2 separate regions of the Mus musculus genome follow, and region 1 is linked to region 2. A link is a contact called in public HiChIP or PLAC-seq data. All regions are on one chromosome and are shown on one strand. The core of a region is the stretch at or near the end of the contact, and the rest is flanking DNA. Distances in the headings are between cores, read along the strand shown. Region 1 holds the start of Ocm (oncomodulin). Region 2 holds the start of Ccz1 (CCZ1 vacuolar protein trafficking and biogenesis associated).

What was found. HiChIP or PLAC-seq counts read pairs in DNA pulled down with a chosen protein or histone mark.
Region 1: a contact with region 2 is called in an H3K4me3 HiChIP or PLAC-seq map of intestinal villus epithelium, with 7 read pairs. The contact joins the promoter of Ocm here to the promoter of Ccz1 in region 2. A contact is called at or near these places in 1 of 39 promoter capture datasets (stem cell-derived epiblast-like cells), 3 of 115 datasets of contacts at active chromatin or transcription factors (embryonic stem cells and intestinal villus epithelium) and 2 of 9 other capture datasets (adipose tissue and liver).

What each region holds. Positions count from the first base shown.
Region 1 is chr5:144,048,736-144,053,075 of GRCm38.p6, forward strand. Ocm (oncomodulin) reads right to left here and starts at 1,874. Exons shown (of 5, transcript NM_033039.3): 1 at 1,746-1,874.
Region 2 is chr5:144,012,357-144,016,722 of GRCm38.p6, forward strand. It overlaps Ccz1 (CCZ1 vacuolar protein trafficking and biogenesis associated), which reads right to left and starts at 2,497. Exons shown (of 15, transcript NM_177682.3): 1 at 2,343-2,497; 2 at 638-735; 3 at 447-540. The coding sequence starts at 2,456. It overlaps Gm24311 (a small nuclear RNA gene), which reads left to right and starts at 1,642; the gene lies at 1,642-1,745. Gm33427 (a long non-coding RNA gene) reads left to right here and starts at 2,803. Exons shown (of 2, transcript XR_377194.2): 1 at 2,803-3,620; 2 at 4,339-4,366.

The DNA.
Region 1 (4,340 bases), core at 624-3,123, 36 kb after region 2:
ATGCAAGTACACTGTAGCTGTCTTCAGACACTCCAGAAGAGGGTGTCAGATCTCATTACGGATGGTTGTGAGCCACCATGTGGTTACTGGGATTTGAACTCGGGATCTTCAGAAGAACAGTCAGTGCTCTTAACCGCTGAGCCATCTCTCCAGCCCCCAGTGTAATACATTTTTAAGAACTGCATTGGTAGTTTAAGGGTTTGTTTGGGAGGCTGTTTTCTTTTTTAGTTTATTGATTTTTAATTTATATGCATTGGTGTTTTGCTTGCATGTGTGTCTGTGTGAGGGTGTTGGTTCCCCTGGAGCTACAGTTACAGAGAGTTGTGAGCTACCAAGTGGGTGTTGGTAATTAAACCCATGTCCTCTGAAAGAGCAGCCAGTACCCCTAACCACTAAGACATCTCTCCAGTTCCATTTTCTATTTTTAGTTGAAACTTTTTAATTTTGTTGAGGATTTCATTCACAAGAAATATACTGATGGTATTTCTGTCCCCCACTCTTCTCCCTCCTTAGGCTGGGGTGCAACTCCATTGTAGAGCTCCTGCCTAGAATCCCCCAGTGAGAGGTTGGGATGTGGCTCATTGGTAGAGCCCCTACCTAGAACTCCCCTGCTTAGAACCCCCCAGTGAGGGGCTGGGGGCATGGCTCAGTGGTAGAGCCCCTGCCTAGAATCCCCCAGTGAGGGACTGGGGGCATGGCTCAGTGGTAGAGCCCCTGCCTAGAATCCCCCCAGTGAGGGGCTGGGGTGTGGCTCAGTGGTAGAGCCCCTGCCTAGACTCCCCCAGTGAGGGGCTGGGGGTGTGGCTCAGTGGTAGAGCCCCTGCCTAGAATCCCCCAGGAAGGGGCTGGGGCTTTGCTCAGTGGTAGAATATTTCCTTAGCATATGTGAGCCCTGGTTTCCATCCCTAGTACTAGGAAGAAGGAGGAAAGAAAGAAGGAAGAAAAAAGAAAGGAAGGAAGGAAGGAAGGGAGGGAGGAAGGAAGAATAGAGAGCCTAGTGAGATGTTCAGCAGGTACAGGTGTTTGCCACACAGGTCTGGTGACCTGAGGTCAATCCCTAGAACCCACATAAAGGAGAGAACCGACTCTATAAAACTGTCCTCTACCCTCCACACACAGGTTGACAGATGTTGCTTCCCTGACTCCATCATTTACACACACAGTAATAATCAATCATACAATTTTTAAAGCAAAGGAAGAAAGAAAGGAAGGAAGAAAAAGAAAATTAAAGGAAAAAAAAAGAGAAGAAAAGAGGCCACACAGTAGAAGACTGGCAAAGTGCATTACGGCAGATCACCAGATGGACTTGGTACCCAGCTCTTAAAATAACAGCTATGAAGGCTGCAGTGGTATATATGTCCATGACATAATTGTAAGTAAAACAGGCTCAACCCACGATGGTCTCTGCCTAGAACTGGGTAAAAATACACCTTCACATAAACAGAGGCCAGGAGGGACACCAAAAGCCACAAATTGGCAGAGATCTTTTTTCTTTTCTTTCTCTCTTTCTTTCCTTTCTTCTTCCGTCTTTCCTTCCTCCCTCCCTTTGTCCCTCCTTCCCTTCCCTTCCCTTCCCTTCCCTTCCCTTCCCTTCCCTTCCCTTCCCTTCCCTTCCCTTCCCTTCCCTTTCCTTCCCTTTCCTTCCTTTCTTCCTTCTTCCCTTCCTTCCTGTATTAGGGTTCCCCAGAGCCACAGAACTTATGGAATGTCTCTCTATACTGAGGGAATTTATTGTGATGACTTACAGTCTGTAGTCCAACTCCCCAACAGTGGTCAGCTGTGAATTGGAAGTCCAAGGATCTAGTAGTTGCTCGGTCCCACTAGGCTAGTTGTTTCATCTGGTCTTCTGTAGAAGTAGATTCCAACAGATGTGCTGGCAAGTAAATGAAGGCAGGCTAAAAAGAGTGAATCTTCCTTCTTCTAAAGTCCTTCTGGAGGCCTCCAGCAGAAGGTGTGGCCCAGATTAAAGGTGTGTATCACCACGCCTAGATCTGGGACTTGCTTTGCCCCAGGCTGACCCTGAACTCAAAGATCTACTTACCTCCTGGGACTAATGGTGTGTACTACCTTGCCTGGGCCTAAGCTTTTCATGGCCACTGTGCCTCAAGATCTCCATGCCAAGATCCAGATCAGAAATGTGTATATCCCAGCCTCAAGATCTGGATCACGGGTGAGCCTTCCAATTCTGGATTGTAGGTCATTCCAGATATAGTCAAGTTGACAACCAGGAATAGCCATTACCCTTCCTTCCTCCTTCCTTCCTTCCTTCCTTCCTTCCTTCCTTCCTTCCTTCCCTCCCTCCTTCCTTCTTTTTTTTCTTTTCTTCCTTTCTTTGTCTTGCTCTTCGCTGTGGTAGTGCCATAATCACATATTGAGAGGGAACTGTGTCGAGGGAGAAGGGAGCCTTGGGCTCTGGTTGACGGGTTGTCATCAGAAACACATGTACTTTACTTGCAGCTATGGGCACAGATTGGGCGCAGAGTCCTGGGCTTTGGGGATGAGTCTAGGCCAACGTGCATTTTCCAGTACAGTCTCTGATTTCCAGGAAAGTAGTGTGTGTGTGTGTGTGTGTGTGTGTGTGTGTGTGTGTGTGTAAGTCAGAGGATTACTTCTGCCTTTTTTTTTCTTTTTAAATAGTTTATTTTACATTTTGTGGGGGTGGGGCTGAGTATATGTCTATGCACCATGTGCATGCAAGTACCCACAGAGGCCAGCAGAGGGCATCAGATCTCCCAGAGCTGTCCCAAATGGGTGTTGGAAACTGAACCCAGATCTTCTGCAAGAGCAGGAAGTACTGGTCACTGCTAAGCCATCTCTTCAACTCCTCCCCTTTTCTTAAGATGGTCTCTTGATGGCCTGGTACTCATTAAATAGTCTAGATCCTCCTGTCTCTGCCTCCCCAGTGCTGGGATTAAAAGCATGGTGTACCTTACCCAGCTGTTTTGTTTTGTCCAATGTGGGGTCTAGTGATGGAATTCAGGTCCTCATGTCTGTAAGGCTCCAGAACTGCAAGGGCAATACATGTCTGTTAAATAATTAATACAAAGTCTCAGATATCCTAGGCTGGCCTCCAACTCACTCTGTAGCCAAGAGTGATATGGGATACCCAGTCCTCCTGTTTCTATCTCTAATGTTTTGGGATTACAGGTGTGCACCTCTGTGCCTGGTTTATATGTAGCCAGGATGGACCTTAGGGCGCCATGCATGCTGGGCAAGCACTCTGTCAACTGGCTGCTGCATCCCCAGTCCACATCTGTTATTTTAAACCACTCTGTTTGCAGCATCATGTTAACGCTGCTGCAACATGAAAGACTACACTGTGCCCCCTCCATGTTGAGGCTCCATTGTCCAGAACCTGAGAATGTGACTATATTTGGCCTTTAAAAGGATCATGAAGTTAAAATGAGGCTGAAGAGTCAACAAGATGGCTCTGTAGGTGAAGGTGTTTGCCGACACGCCGGGTGTCTGGGTTCACACCTCAGAACCCACATGGTAGAAGAATACAGATCCTGCAAGTTCTCCTCTGACTTCTACACGTGCACCAATGCACTCGCACACGCACACGCACATGCACACACATGCAATTTGATGGGCGTCCTCATAAAGAGAGACTAGGGAACTGAAGAGATGCTCAGTGGGTACCACGCACACATGTGATGGATACTTGTGTGTGCACACAGGCATGCATGCAAAACACCTGTATACATAAAATGACCAGATAAGGTTTCAGAAATTTAAAAAGAAAGTAAAGAAACAAGGACACTCAGGGAAGCCAGGGACGTGTGTGCAGCCAGAGGGAAGGCCCTATAAGGAAGGAGAGAGTGACAGTGAGGTTGTCCGTCCATAAACCAAGGAGACAGCATCCCTGTCAACGCCTTGCCACGCTTTTCCTAGATTCTGGGTTGTGAGACCGGAAGTGCTGTTGTTGAACACATTCAGTCTCTAGTTGTGTGTGAATGTGTGCATGTGCACGTGAGCATGTGTTACTGAGGATTGAACCTATGGTTTTGTGCATGCTACACCAGTACTCTACCCGTGAGCAATGCCTTCAGTACCTTAAGAGAGGTGGGGCTCCTATGAAGCACTCTAATATTGAGCTACGCCTCCAACTTGCTGGGAGATCCTAGGCAGGTGCTTTACCACTGAGCTATGGTGTCAGCCCCTTTGTTCACTTTTAACTTTGAGACGGGGTCTCTCCATGAGTTACCCATATCCGCCTCGAGCTCACTTGGCACCCTAGTCTGGCGCTAGTCTCTCCGTCTCGTGACCTTGCCCCTGCCACGTTCACTTTCCTTAACCATTTCTCTGTATGTATATGTCTGAGCCAGAGTTACAGACGG
Region 2 (4,366 bases), core at 1,247-3,746:
ATAAATACCCAAAAATTATTGAACGTGTTATACTAGACATAAAATTTCTTTTGTTTGTGGTGTCTATTCAAAAACCCAGGCAGGCGTTCTACTATTGAGCTCCATTTGTAGGCATAAAGTTTTTTTTCTTTCTTTCTTCCTGTTTGTTTGGTTTGGTTTGGTTTGTTTTTTTTTTTTGAAACAGGGTTTCTCAGTCTACCCCTGGCTGTCCTGGAGTTGGCTCTGCAGACCAGGCTGGCCTGGAAGTCATAGAGATCCACTTACCTCTGCCTCCTGAGTGCTGGAATCAAAGGTATGCATCACCATTGCCTGGCCAGAACGTTTCTTAAAATTTAGCCCCAATCTTAATAACCATTTTGATTTTGAAATTGCAACCAATTTCAGTGTTTCCTAAGAATAAGAGCCCCAGAGCTGTTACTGTGAACTGTTACTGAGTATATAAATACCATAACCATCCAGAAATTTTCTTCTGGTTCATTGAAGAACTGTCTGTTCTTCTGTGTGTGTAAAGATTTTGCAGGTTTCGATGGGCTAAAAGTCCTAGTGGGAAAAAAGTTTTAAAAACATGGTTTAAATATGGTGTAAATTGAAAGAATTCACCAGTCTTTACAAACAAAAAATATATGTAAACTATTACCTTGTAAACTGTACAATTGCTTCACATAATCCAACATTTCTAATTTTTTCATTCTTTTCTACTTCATTTGGATGGTAAAACAGAATTTTATTTTCTTCCTAACACAGAAAGAAAACAGAAACACAGCATTAATGTCAGGATTTATTCATCTTAACTCTGAAAGTGTTGAGTTTAACATCCAACTCTCCGATCATAGAGGCTAAGGACAACACCTAAAAATGTCTTTAGAAAACCAGGAATGGTTGGGTCTGGTGGCACACGTCACGAATCCCAGCACTCTGGAGGCAGAGATAGGAGAGTCTCTGAGTTGGAGGCCAGCCTGGTCTACAGAGTGAGTTCCAGGACAGCCAGGGCTACACAGAGAAACCCTGTATTGATGGGAAAAAACAAAAAACAAAAAGCACCTCCAAAAAACAAAATTCATTGTGATTTTGTAACTACTGCAAGCCATCAGTGTAAGAGGTAATTGTGATATTCACCAAATCACATCTCATCAGTAGGACAAGATGAAAGTCTCAGATTTCTTCCCATGTGTCAGAAACCCTCACAAGGAAGATGCAGGTGTGCGCGTGTACAAGAATACAGGATCCACAATTGCACCAAGTTGGTTCGGGAGCACTTGGGCTGACAGCCTCTAAATAGGGCTTTTTTTTTTTAAGATTTATTTATTTATTTATTTATTTATTTATTATATGTAAGTACTTATTTATTTATTTATTTATTTATTTATTTATTATATGTAAGTACACTGTAGCTGTCTTCAGACACACCAGAAGAGGGCATCAGATCTCATTACGGGTGGTTGTGAGCCACCATGTGGTTGCTGGGATTTGAACTTCGGACCTTCAGAAGAGCAGTCGGGTGCTCTTACCCACTGAGCCATCTCACCAGCCCCTAAATAGGGCTTTGATCTGCTTGCAACAAAACACAGTTCTAGGCATGTTTTGAGGAAGTTGCCACTGTCAACTCGGAGTAAAAAAAAACGCTTATAACTTCGATTTTGGGTGCTCCCTTCGGCAGCACATATACTAAAATTGGAATGATACAGAGATTAGCATGGCCCCTGTGCAAGGATGACACTCAAATTCGTGAAGCGTTCCATTTTTTTCCAACGTTTATCCTAGACACAGTGAAAAACTATTTCATTCTAATGTTTACCCTAGATAGAATGATTCTACTAGAGTTCGACTATGATACCTGAATATACACCTAAAGCACTCTTAACTCCTACCATCACAGAAATGCTTGCACATAAATCTTTATTGCTACATTAATGACATTAGCCACAAGCTGGAACCAGCATAGATATCAACCAAACAGTTTAGTGGATAGAAATGTGTTAAAACACAATGAGATTTTAGTTAGCCGGAAGGAAAAATAAAGTAACAGTAACATTTCCAGAAAACAAAACATCAATTTTGGGGAAAACAAGAAAAAAGAAAAAATTAACTTTGTGAAGCGCCTCCAAGTTTTTAGTTTTGTTTCATTTTCCCTCTTTTGGGAGCTCTGTCCTACCAATCTGGCTCCACCTTTGCAATCGAAGATTCCAAGAGAGGAGTCAAGTTCGATCTTAATTGCCCAGACCTGACGCGATGGGAAAGACTTTCAAGCCGGGCGGAGGGATTAACCTGGGACCTCCGTTGCCAGGACGGGCTGCGGCATCAGGGGCCGGGCACGGAGCAGGCTCGCGGCCCCTTCGGCTTACCTCTCCCTCGCGCGGCCCGAAACGGGGGTTGTAGATGAAGAAGCTCAGCAGCGCTGGCGGGAACTGCTTCTCCTGGGCCGCCCAAGCACCCGGCCCGGCCGCGGCTGCCGCCATCCCGGCCCGGCCCCCGTTTCGGGAGGCTCCCCTCCGCCCGCTCCGAGGCAGCAGCCTTAGGGAACACCGCACTTCCGCCTCGCTAGCCGGCGGCCCGGAAGAGCTCGAAACTGACCCAGAAGAAAAACCTGCAGTGCCCAGTCCCTCTCTGATAGGTCCGTGTGGAACCAGTTCCCTCGTGTTTATTGGGCTGGAGTGTTTTCAATTATATCAGCTCTCAGCTGGCTGTCATGGCTAAAGGCGAAGACCACGAATTTCAAGAGAAATGTAACAATGGATTGGGGTGGGGGGGGTGTTGTTTCTTTTCTTTTGTTTGTTTGTTTGTTTGTTTGTTTGGATAGGGGTTCACTATGTACACCAGGTTGGCCTCTAACTCACAGAGATCCTCATGCCTCAGCCTCCTGGGTGCTGGCATTAAAGGCGTCATGGATACGGTATTTTTTAAGTGTGAAAAAACGTTTAGGGGAACACATTTTTCTTGAAGGTAGCCAGTTTACATCTGTTGTTGGTTGGTTTTTGGTTTTGTTGTTGTTGTTGTTGTTGTTGTTGTTGTTGTTGTTTTACATTTATTTATTTGTCCTCCAGGGAGGGGGATGTCCTGGCACGTGTATGAAGGTCAGAGGACAACTTGTTGAAATTGCTTCTCCCCTTCAGCACCACATAAACTGGGTGTGGCTGGCACGCCCTGGTGTGGTGGAGGCAGGAGGATCATAAGTCAAGGTCAACCTCGAATATATAGCACTTTTACTTACATCAATTATAAGCAATGGACTATAAGCAAAAGCAAAAATGTCCAAATTTACCTTGCCACAGAACTGGAGAGATGGTTCTACAATTAAGAGCACTGGCTGCTTTCACTAAGGACCTGGATTTAGTTCCAGCTCATAATGGCCAATAACTCCAGCTGCAGGGCATCTGATGCCTCTTTTGGCCTCTGTGGGCACTTGCTCAAATGTGGCACACATAAATTCATGCAAGCACACATATACGTATAAAATAAATCAATCCTTTTTTTTTTAATCTACCCTATCACCAACAAAGCTGATTTTCTTGGAACAAGTGAAAACCTGTAAATCTATAGTCTTCTCAGTGAATAAATCAACAGGCCTAGTGGAAAATATCCTGTCGATTCAGATTTCATCTGTCTTCTAAAGTGTTTGTGAGGTAATCCTATACCCTAGCCGTTACAGAAGAGATACGGGGTAGGTTTTTGCTTGAAATTGGATTCGTGAGCAGTCGTTTACGCAACACTAAACTGTAGTTGCTACACAGAACTATGTAAGCATGCAAATCGACAAGTGTTTCCCATACGTGCTTCATTTTCATTTTGATACAGAAAGAACTATTTTGAAAATCTATAGGTTCTCTAGGCATGGGGGCACAGGCGCTCAGGGTGTTGAAACAGGTGCATTACCAGCTATAAGATAGTCTGAGCTACAGAATGAGTCCCTGTCTCAAAAACAGTTTTGTTGTTCCTATAAGCAAATAAATCAGGGTCTCACATAGCCTGGCTTCAGGATCGATATGTAGTCAGGAATGGCCTTGAATTCCTGATCCTGATGTTTTGACTTCCAAATTCTGGGATTTCCAATGTGCACCACCAGACTCAACCATTAAGCCACCCACAAAGCTGGCTTTAGTGTCAAGTCCATTTAATCCCAAACTACTTCACCAAGCTACAAGCTAAGACTGTAGTTAGATTTAAAAAAAAAATAGTTCAAATTAAAGCCAGTGTTGCAGCCTTATTTTATAAACAAGCAAGACGAAAATAAAAAGAGACTTAGTTTTTCAGTTATGGAAAACATATTGCAATCTAGACCTTCATTTTAAAGTCACAATATTCCACTCCATGCTGAGAACATATTTTGTTGGTCATTTGCAGAGCTGGTGGAAATAGTCAAGTCTAGCAT